2 separate regions of the Mus musculus genome follow, and region 1 is linked to region 2. Evidence: chromatin contacts called from public Hi-C data. All regions are on one chromosome and are shown on one strand. Each heading gives the region's core, a stretch centred on a gene start, on an enhancer-like site or on the middle of the called end of the contact. The rest is flanking DNA. Distances are from core to core; before and after follow the strand shown. Region 1 overlaps Kazn (kazrin, periplakin interacting protein). Region 2 overlaps Efhd2 (EF hand domain containing 2).

Region 1 (3,405 bases), core at 305-2,804, 240 kb after region 2:
GAAGCTTGTGCTGACTCTCAGCTGTACCCCAGATGACTCTGTTCAGCTCAGCAGAGTGCACAGGGAAGATGGGGAAGAGCTGTACGGGTCTCCTGGGATTGCAGACACCTCCAGGGGAAGTATGAGAGTCCCCTTAGGACATGGTACCCAGAGAGAGACTTCCCAGCACCAGTGTGTACCTGGATTCTGATTTGGGTTGCCATGGGGAGATGCTAGTGACACGCTAGAAAACAGAGGGGTGTAGGGGTATAGGGACGTGGGGTTGGTGGGGGGAGAGTGACCAACAGCATGGGGCTGTGGGAGGGGAGAGTAAGTTGTGAGCACAGAGGCAGATGATCAGGTTCAACTCTCCCACCTTGTGAAGCTGGACTCTCAGCCTTTCTAAGAAGTCCTCCAGTAGTTTTAGGGGCTCCCAGTCTCCGTTGTCTAAGAAGAGGCTACTGGGACCATAAAGGAGAAAGCCAACAAGAAAGAAGGATAGCTTCAAGGCCAAGCATTTATTGTTACATTGTTAAAATTCCCTCTGGGAAGGCATGGGACACTGCAGTTCACTGTTCATTTGCCGTGCATTTTACAAACCCTCCATGGGTCAGGGAGGGACATCGTCACCATCCATGCTGGCTTCTGTAAAGTGACACCCAGAAGGTGCCACCACTCAGGAGCCACGTTCCCCCACAACCTGTGACGTGGTCCTTGGCCTTCTGGGAAGGGCTGTCATAATTCTCTTAGAGTTCTTCATCGTGATCCTGCCGTCCGAATTTACATCTGCCAGGACCCCACCCCTTTTCATGACCTCGGTCTTTGGCGGGGTTCCCTGTTCTAAGTGCCCTATGCAGGGTGGGCTTAGGAGAGAGCCCCTCTCTCCACTTCTGACTCTAGTCCCCTGACAACCCCTGCATCCTGTGGTGAGGAGTCAAGACAGAGAATCTGCTAAAAGTGACACTGGATGTGGATGGAGACTGACAGAGGTGCCCAGGACTGAAGCCCAGAGTCCATTGGGAAGGAGCCTTCAGATGCCGTGGGCCTCCGAGCCCGTGGGAAGAAAGTGTGAGTCTCTCCCTACCTAGACCTTGGCCCTTGAAAGGAGCCCACATCGCCAGCGACATTTCCAGGAAGGCTCTCAGTATCCTCCTGGCTCCAGAAGCTTTGTCACCCTTTGGGGACTTGGTGTGAAAGTGACAGCTGGCTTCAATTAGAAGAGGACCTTCTTCCCCTCTCTTTGCTGGGCTAAGGGATTTGTAGCTTCAGGATTCCAGGGGCAGGGGAATGCGTGTTATAAACACTCAGGGATGTGGAGCCTGAGCCAAGCTGGATTCTACCCCAGAGGTTGACCCTGCAAGTCCTGGTGTCCGCCGTGTGTCCTTCGGAGGCTGACACTCAGACAGAGAGGTTCCTCCCAGTCCCCGAGGGCCCTGGACTCAGGTTGGGAAGGAGACTGGACCTGGGGGACTCAGGGAATCCTCCTCCAAGTTCTCAGGCTTCCTGTGGTCTTCCCGCAAAGGGAAGCTCTCAGAAACAATGCAGAAGACTGGCTTTGGTGACTCAGAGGCAGTGCCCCACCCCCACCCCCACCGACTGCCGTCAGCTGTGGGAATCTGAGGAGAGCTGGTACTGACTGAGCACAGCTACACCGAAATCCTCCCTATCATCAATAGGCAGGCTCTGCTCAGTCAGCTTGGACCCTGCACCCAGTAGGCCCGCAGGCTGTGCTGGTGGCTCTCCCAGACCTCACCGATGGCTTTTGGAAACTCTCGATATTAAACTTTCTGCAAGCCCCTCTTGCTTATCTCCCTATCCAAAAATGGGGTGAACTCGCCCGGTGTCTGCCAATGTTGTGGATGGAAGTTAGGCTCCTTCCTCCCCTGCCCCATCCCTTCCAGCTGTTTCCTGAGAGGTTCAAAGCTCGGGACAAATGTTAGTGAATGTTAATCCTCACAGCTCCTCTGGGAGGAACCGGAAGTATGACAGGTAAGACACTGAGGCACAGAGAGGTGAGGCCATTGAGGGGAAGCCACACAGCAAAAACACTGGCAGATCAGGACAGCGGCTAGAAAGGCCCTACTCTGACAACCGGGGTGACCTTGTTTTGTAGGATTTGCACCTCCGTTAGCTCATGGGTGAGCTTACCTGTCTCAGCTGACAGGGACATCACAAGAGAGGTTTGTCAGATTAATGACAGGCTGTCTCCCATGTCATGCGCACACTCGGAATAGCTGTTTGGGACAGAGCACAGCAACCACCCCCCTCCCACTCTTGAAGTCACATTCATTCTGGTGACAGGATGTCTGTAGCCCCTAGGGCTGCTGCTGTCAGGCACCTGTGCCCTGCAGAGATTCCCCCTCCTGCTCCCAACATGTCCACCCTTAAAGTGGAAGGGATGCCCAGGCCGTTCCGCCTCCTTCTGGAGTGAGTGAGGTCAGAGTTCAAGTTCTCTGCCCAGCGGGCTGACAGTCAACAATCACCACCTGGCCGCTGCTAGCTGGCTTTGCCACCGGATCCCAGCGGCCCTGGCTTTGCCAAGGCAGGCTGGGGGTTTCCCTGCTCCTCTTAGCAGGGTGTTCCAGGCCCAAAGACTGACTGCCCCTCCTTGACCAGTGTAAAATACCAGTGGCACCTGACTTCTACTTTGAACAGCAGCCCCAGGGCCACCTGCTGGGTCGCGCAGCTGGGGATACTTCCTCAGAGATACAAGATACCTAGGTGGGCATTCTCTGTCCTTGGTGCCCCCCTGGAAATTGTGACCATCTCTGGGAACTCTGTTCTGACACCCTGTCTGTCCTCGGCTCCGGGTCATGCTGTACAGTGGGGATGGACGGCTCTGGGACGTTGGGCTGTCCCTTCTCCCTGTTCTCTTCTGGAGTTGAGTCACGCGGCTTTCTTACACATTGGTGACCTCCAAGCTGCCGTATCCCTCCAGACGGCACTGTTCCGGCCTGCCTTGGAGGTCCTCATCCCCACAGTCCTCGTTCTCCAGAGAGCCATAGTCATCATGGAAATCGGGCTCTTTGCTGCTGAAGCCCCTTCCTATCTTCCCCAGGGGCAGCTGAGGAAAAACAAACCAGGGGACAGAGAAAGAGATATATGAGAATTGAGTCGTGGCGTGGCAGCTCCAGTGTAATTGCTGTGTGACCTTCAGCATCTCTTGGAACCTCTCTGGGCTCTCCATTATTTGTACCACCCCTACTGCTCAGACACATGGAAGGGATTTGCAAAAATTCTATAAGGGACCAACGTTTGAGTTCCCAGCTAGAGAGATTCAATTAGTTACCAGGGGTGACTTTGGACTAATGATTCTACAGCCCCCCCCCCCCCCCCGCCACACACACACTGTTGATAGCGGTAGATAGGACAATGCCTGGAAGTGTGTGTGACCACACATAGGAGGTCTTACTCTTTGCTCCATTC
Region 2 (3,485 bases), core at 264-2,763:
ACTCAGGAGGCAGAGGCAGGCAGATTTCTGAGTTCGAGGCCAGCCTGGTCTACAGAGTGAGTTCCAGGACAGCCAGAGCTACACAGAGAAACTTTCTCGAAACCCCTGCACCCCCACCCCCATGCACCAGATGCTACACTGAACATTTCACATCCTTACTATGACAATGGCAGTGACATTGAGTTAATAAAAGCCACCAGAAGCCTTGAAAGCATTGCTGTTCAATCACGAAGACCAGGTTTGGTTCTAGTCCAGAGCTGGGAGGAGGGGCTTATGGTGGAGTGTCCTGGTTGGGTGGGGTATCAGTCTGGATAGATGACCAAGGAGCTCCCCAGAATTCCCCTCTTCTGAAGGTCTGGCTAAACTGAAGGAGACTGGAGCCTTAACCTACATAGCTCCTGGTCTCCCCACTTGCCTCCCTGTAAGGAGGGAACAGTGGGGACTGTCCCCACACCTCTAAGCAGGTGACAGCTGTGGAAGTGATGGTGTTCTCACGAGGGAGGCTGGGAGGCCCTCTTATCCTGCTGCTCTTTCTGAACTGGGATTGAGGCTCTGGGAGTCTCAGAGGATCCAGGGAAAGAAAGGTTGGTCCTCGAGGGTTCATCCTCCTAGCCTGGCCCACCGGCTTATGGAGGAAAATAGGGGCTCAGAGTGGAGAGTGATAAACCCAGGATCCCACAGCAGGCGGGATTCTACTAGATGAACTCTTTCCATCTCTCTGGCTCCCTCTTTCTCGTGGGCCACTGGGGTTGGGCCTGATGCTCCACTCAGGGGCTCTTGAGTCTGGTTCAGGAAAGCCAATGTCACCAAGCTCTGTTAACAGAACTCCCAGGCTTTGGAGCTCAGCACCTTTCCTCGTGCTAGGCATCAGAGGGAGGCTGCTGCGGGCCTGGCACCCGGCCCACATTCCAGCCTCCCTCCCCATGCCACAGTTCCCAGCAGGAGAGGGCTCAGCAGCTGCTGCCTAGGATCTGACAAAAATCTCTCCTGTCACCCTCCCTACAGCTGCCACCCAGGCTGACCCTGTCTTTAGGTCTGAATGCGATCTTACAAAGCTGCTTCCCCCAGCTCTGTCGGTCCCCTCCCTCGGTTCTGATAACCCCGAGTCACAAGGGTGGCATTCTCCGTCCAGACATCCCTTTTCAACAGACAAGGAGACTGAGACAGAAAGAAAGTGCACTGGCCAAGGTCAACAAGGGTGCAGGTGGGGTCTAACTGAGATAAAAAAAAAAAAAACCACACCTGTCTGCTGCTGCCTCCAGAGGCTGCTGGGGCGGAGAGGGGGAGAGCCGCAGGGCTGCAAAGGATAACACAGGGAAGGGGAGCCAGCCCTCAGTTAGGGGGCAGACTCCCAATGTGGTTTTCCCTGCTCAGTGTCTTGAATACCTCTGAGGACAGAGGGCTCACTGTTCCCTAAGGTAGGCAGTGATCGCTCTCCCAGCCCCATCCCTGCCGGGCTGGCAGAAGCAAAGCCATTAGCACAGCTGTTGCCCCAGCACAGGGAAGGAATACAGGGAACTGACTACAGTCTGTCCCTTCTGGCACCCAGCCCAGGCCTGTGTCACCGGTTCCAAATGGCCACAGGAGGATAGACTGCTGAAGGGGTGCTGGGCTTGCCCCCCAACCCCCCAGTTTACGTGCTGCCTTGTTACCACCATATCTATTTTCTGGATTATTAAGGAGTAAATGTATTCATGAGTAGAACATGGTCACCACACAGTAGGTGCTTCAAACTTATTCTGTTATAATCACTAAGCAGCTGTATTTTGGGGCCTCCACCATCCTGCGGTAGGGGAGGTCTCTGTGGCCTTCTGAGCCTGAGCCTCGATATCCTAAGAAATGGGAGGGCATTTTGAGGGTAGGTAGGTGACTTCCAACTCTGCTAGCTGTTCTGGCCAGCCTGGGCCTGCTCGCCTGTCTCCATGGGAAGGGCAGGTGGGTCCCAGTAATGACAGCTCAGGAGGGCCAGCTTGGCACGTCCCCACCCCTACTGCCTGACTCAGGGGACAAACCAGACACTCACCACTTTGGGGCAGAATCTGACCTCGATCACATGTCCTAAGTCAGGGGTTTAGACACGGAGCAGTGTGCGGTGCTCACGGGGCCCCTCCCCAGTTTTCCAGAGGGTCCACTGAGAGCCTCCAAAGCTGAGAGCTACTTGCTTGAGGGTTGCCAAGATTCAGGGTTGTCTTAACCTCAAGTCTGACACCACCCACCGGCTGAGCCAAGGTGGCAATGTGGGAGCGAGCGTCTTGCCGTTGCTTTGTTTCCCGCCCACCCTTACTTAATAAGCACGTACGCTACTGACTACGGATAGAACCCAGAGTTGTTACCCACTCTTGACTCCATTCACAGTACTCCTGAAGCACTCCCACAGACGAAGTCACCTGCCTGCAGTTACCGGGACGGGAACTGGAAGCCGACAGACTGGCCTGGCCTTGTACTGTCTCTTTTCCCTCCCTTTCTTTCAGTGGTATTGGGGATTAACCCCAGGGCCTCATGCATGCTGAGGTCTCACGGAGTTGCCCAGGCTGGTCTCGAACCCACTTTGCAGCATAAGCTGGCCTTGAGTTTTTCTTTTTTCTCTTTTTTTTTTAAAGATTTATTTATTATATGTAAGTACATTGTCGCTGTCTTCAGAGACACCAAAAGAGGGCATCAGATCTCATTACAGATGGTTGTGAGCCACCATGTGGTTGCTGGGATTTGAACTCAGGACCTTTGGAAGAGCCGTCAGTGCTCTTAACCGCTGAGCCATCTCTCCAGCCCGCCTTGAGTTTTCCTAACCTCCTGCCTCAGCTACCTGAGCAGCTGGGATGACAGGCCAGTGCCTCCAGGCTTGGGAAGCACTTGTGACAAGAGGGGGCTTTCGGAGATGCTTGTTCTGCTGGCTCTGGATTACAAGTGATAAGAAGACCGCGATGGACCACAAGAGGGAGGAATCAGGATACGGAGACAGACCCTCCCCTCCCCCATGAAGTGATTGCCTCTGCTTCTCACTATCTCTGAACCTTAATTTTCTGAGACTCAGTCTCCCTCTCTGTGACATGGCTGACCAGTGGGAATCTAGCAGTATGTTTTAAAAAGTATTAGGAAGGGAGCCAGCAGGGCTGGAGAGATGGCTCAGTGGTTAAGAGCACTTGCTGCTCTTGCAGAGGACCTGGGTCCAATTCCCATCAACCATATGGAAGCTTCCACTCCAGTTTGGGGAAATCTAGCATCTTCCAAAGGCGAAACACCCATATAACATCAACAGCAACAATAATGATGATGATAATTAGTAGTAGGAGCAGAAGAAACTTCCTAAGAAGAAGAGAGCCAGGGCCCTGGTACCCAGTGAGTCAACAGTGGCCCCATTCATCAGTCAAATGGCTGAGTCAAGGAAGGACTTCCTGCTCAGGAAGGTCCCAGCGAGCCACACCTGCCTGGCCCTGCAGCCTTCCCTGTTCTTGCAAAGCAGAAGAAGTCCTGCTTTGCAAGAAGGC

Evidence for each region. Hi-C and Micro-C count contacts between places; a contact is called where the count stands out from the background.
Region 1: a contact with region 2 is called in a Hi-C map of myocytes, with 2.0 times the contacts expected there. The contact joins two enhancer-like sites. A contact is called at or near these places in 1 of 39 promoter capture datasets (liver), 1 of 15 datasets of contacts at CTCF or cohesin (embryonic stem cells), 30 of 484 Hi-C or Micro-C datasets (the AML12 cell line, B cells, the Ba/F3 cell line and 19 more), 7 of 115 datasets of contacts at active chromatin or transcription factors (astrocytes, bone marrow-derived dendritic cells, bone marrow-derived macrophages and 3 more) and 4 of 9 other capture datasets (adipose tissue, embryonic stem cells, liver and 1 more).

Annotation. Positions count from the first base shown.
Region 1 is chr4:142,101,912-142,105,316 of GRCm38.p6, forward strand. It overlaps Kazn (kazrin, periplakin interacting protein), which reads right to left. Exons shown (of 18, transcript NM_144531.3): 18 at 479-3,043. The coding sequence ends at 2,879. Among named protein-coding and RNA genes, the nearest start is that of Tmem51, 19 kb to the left of the region's middle. Within about 2 kb of position 1,555, at least 13 of the 459 cell types and tissues checked have an H3K27ac peak or open chromatin away from gene starts, as enhancers often do. A contact at or near this core is called in muscle stem cells and myocytes, where this site is marked.
Region 2 is chr4:141,866,193-141,869,677 of GRCm38.p6, forward strand. All of the region lies in intron 1 of Efhd2 (EF hand domain containing 2), which reads right to left. Among named protein-coding and RNA genes, the nearest start is that of Efhd2, 7.0 kb to the right of the region's middle. Within about 2 kb of position 1,514, at least 142 of the 459 cell types and tissues checked have an H3K27ac peak or open chromatin away from gene starts, as enhancers often do. A contact at or near this core is called in muscle stem cells and myocytes, where this site is marked.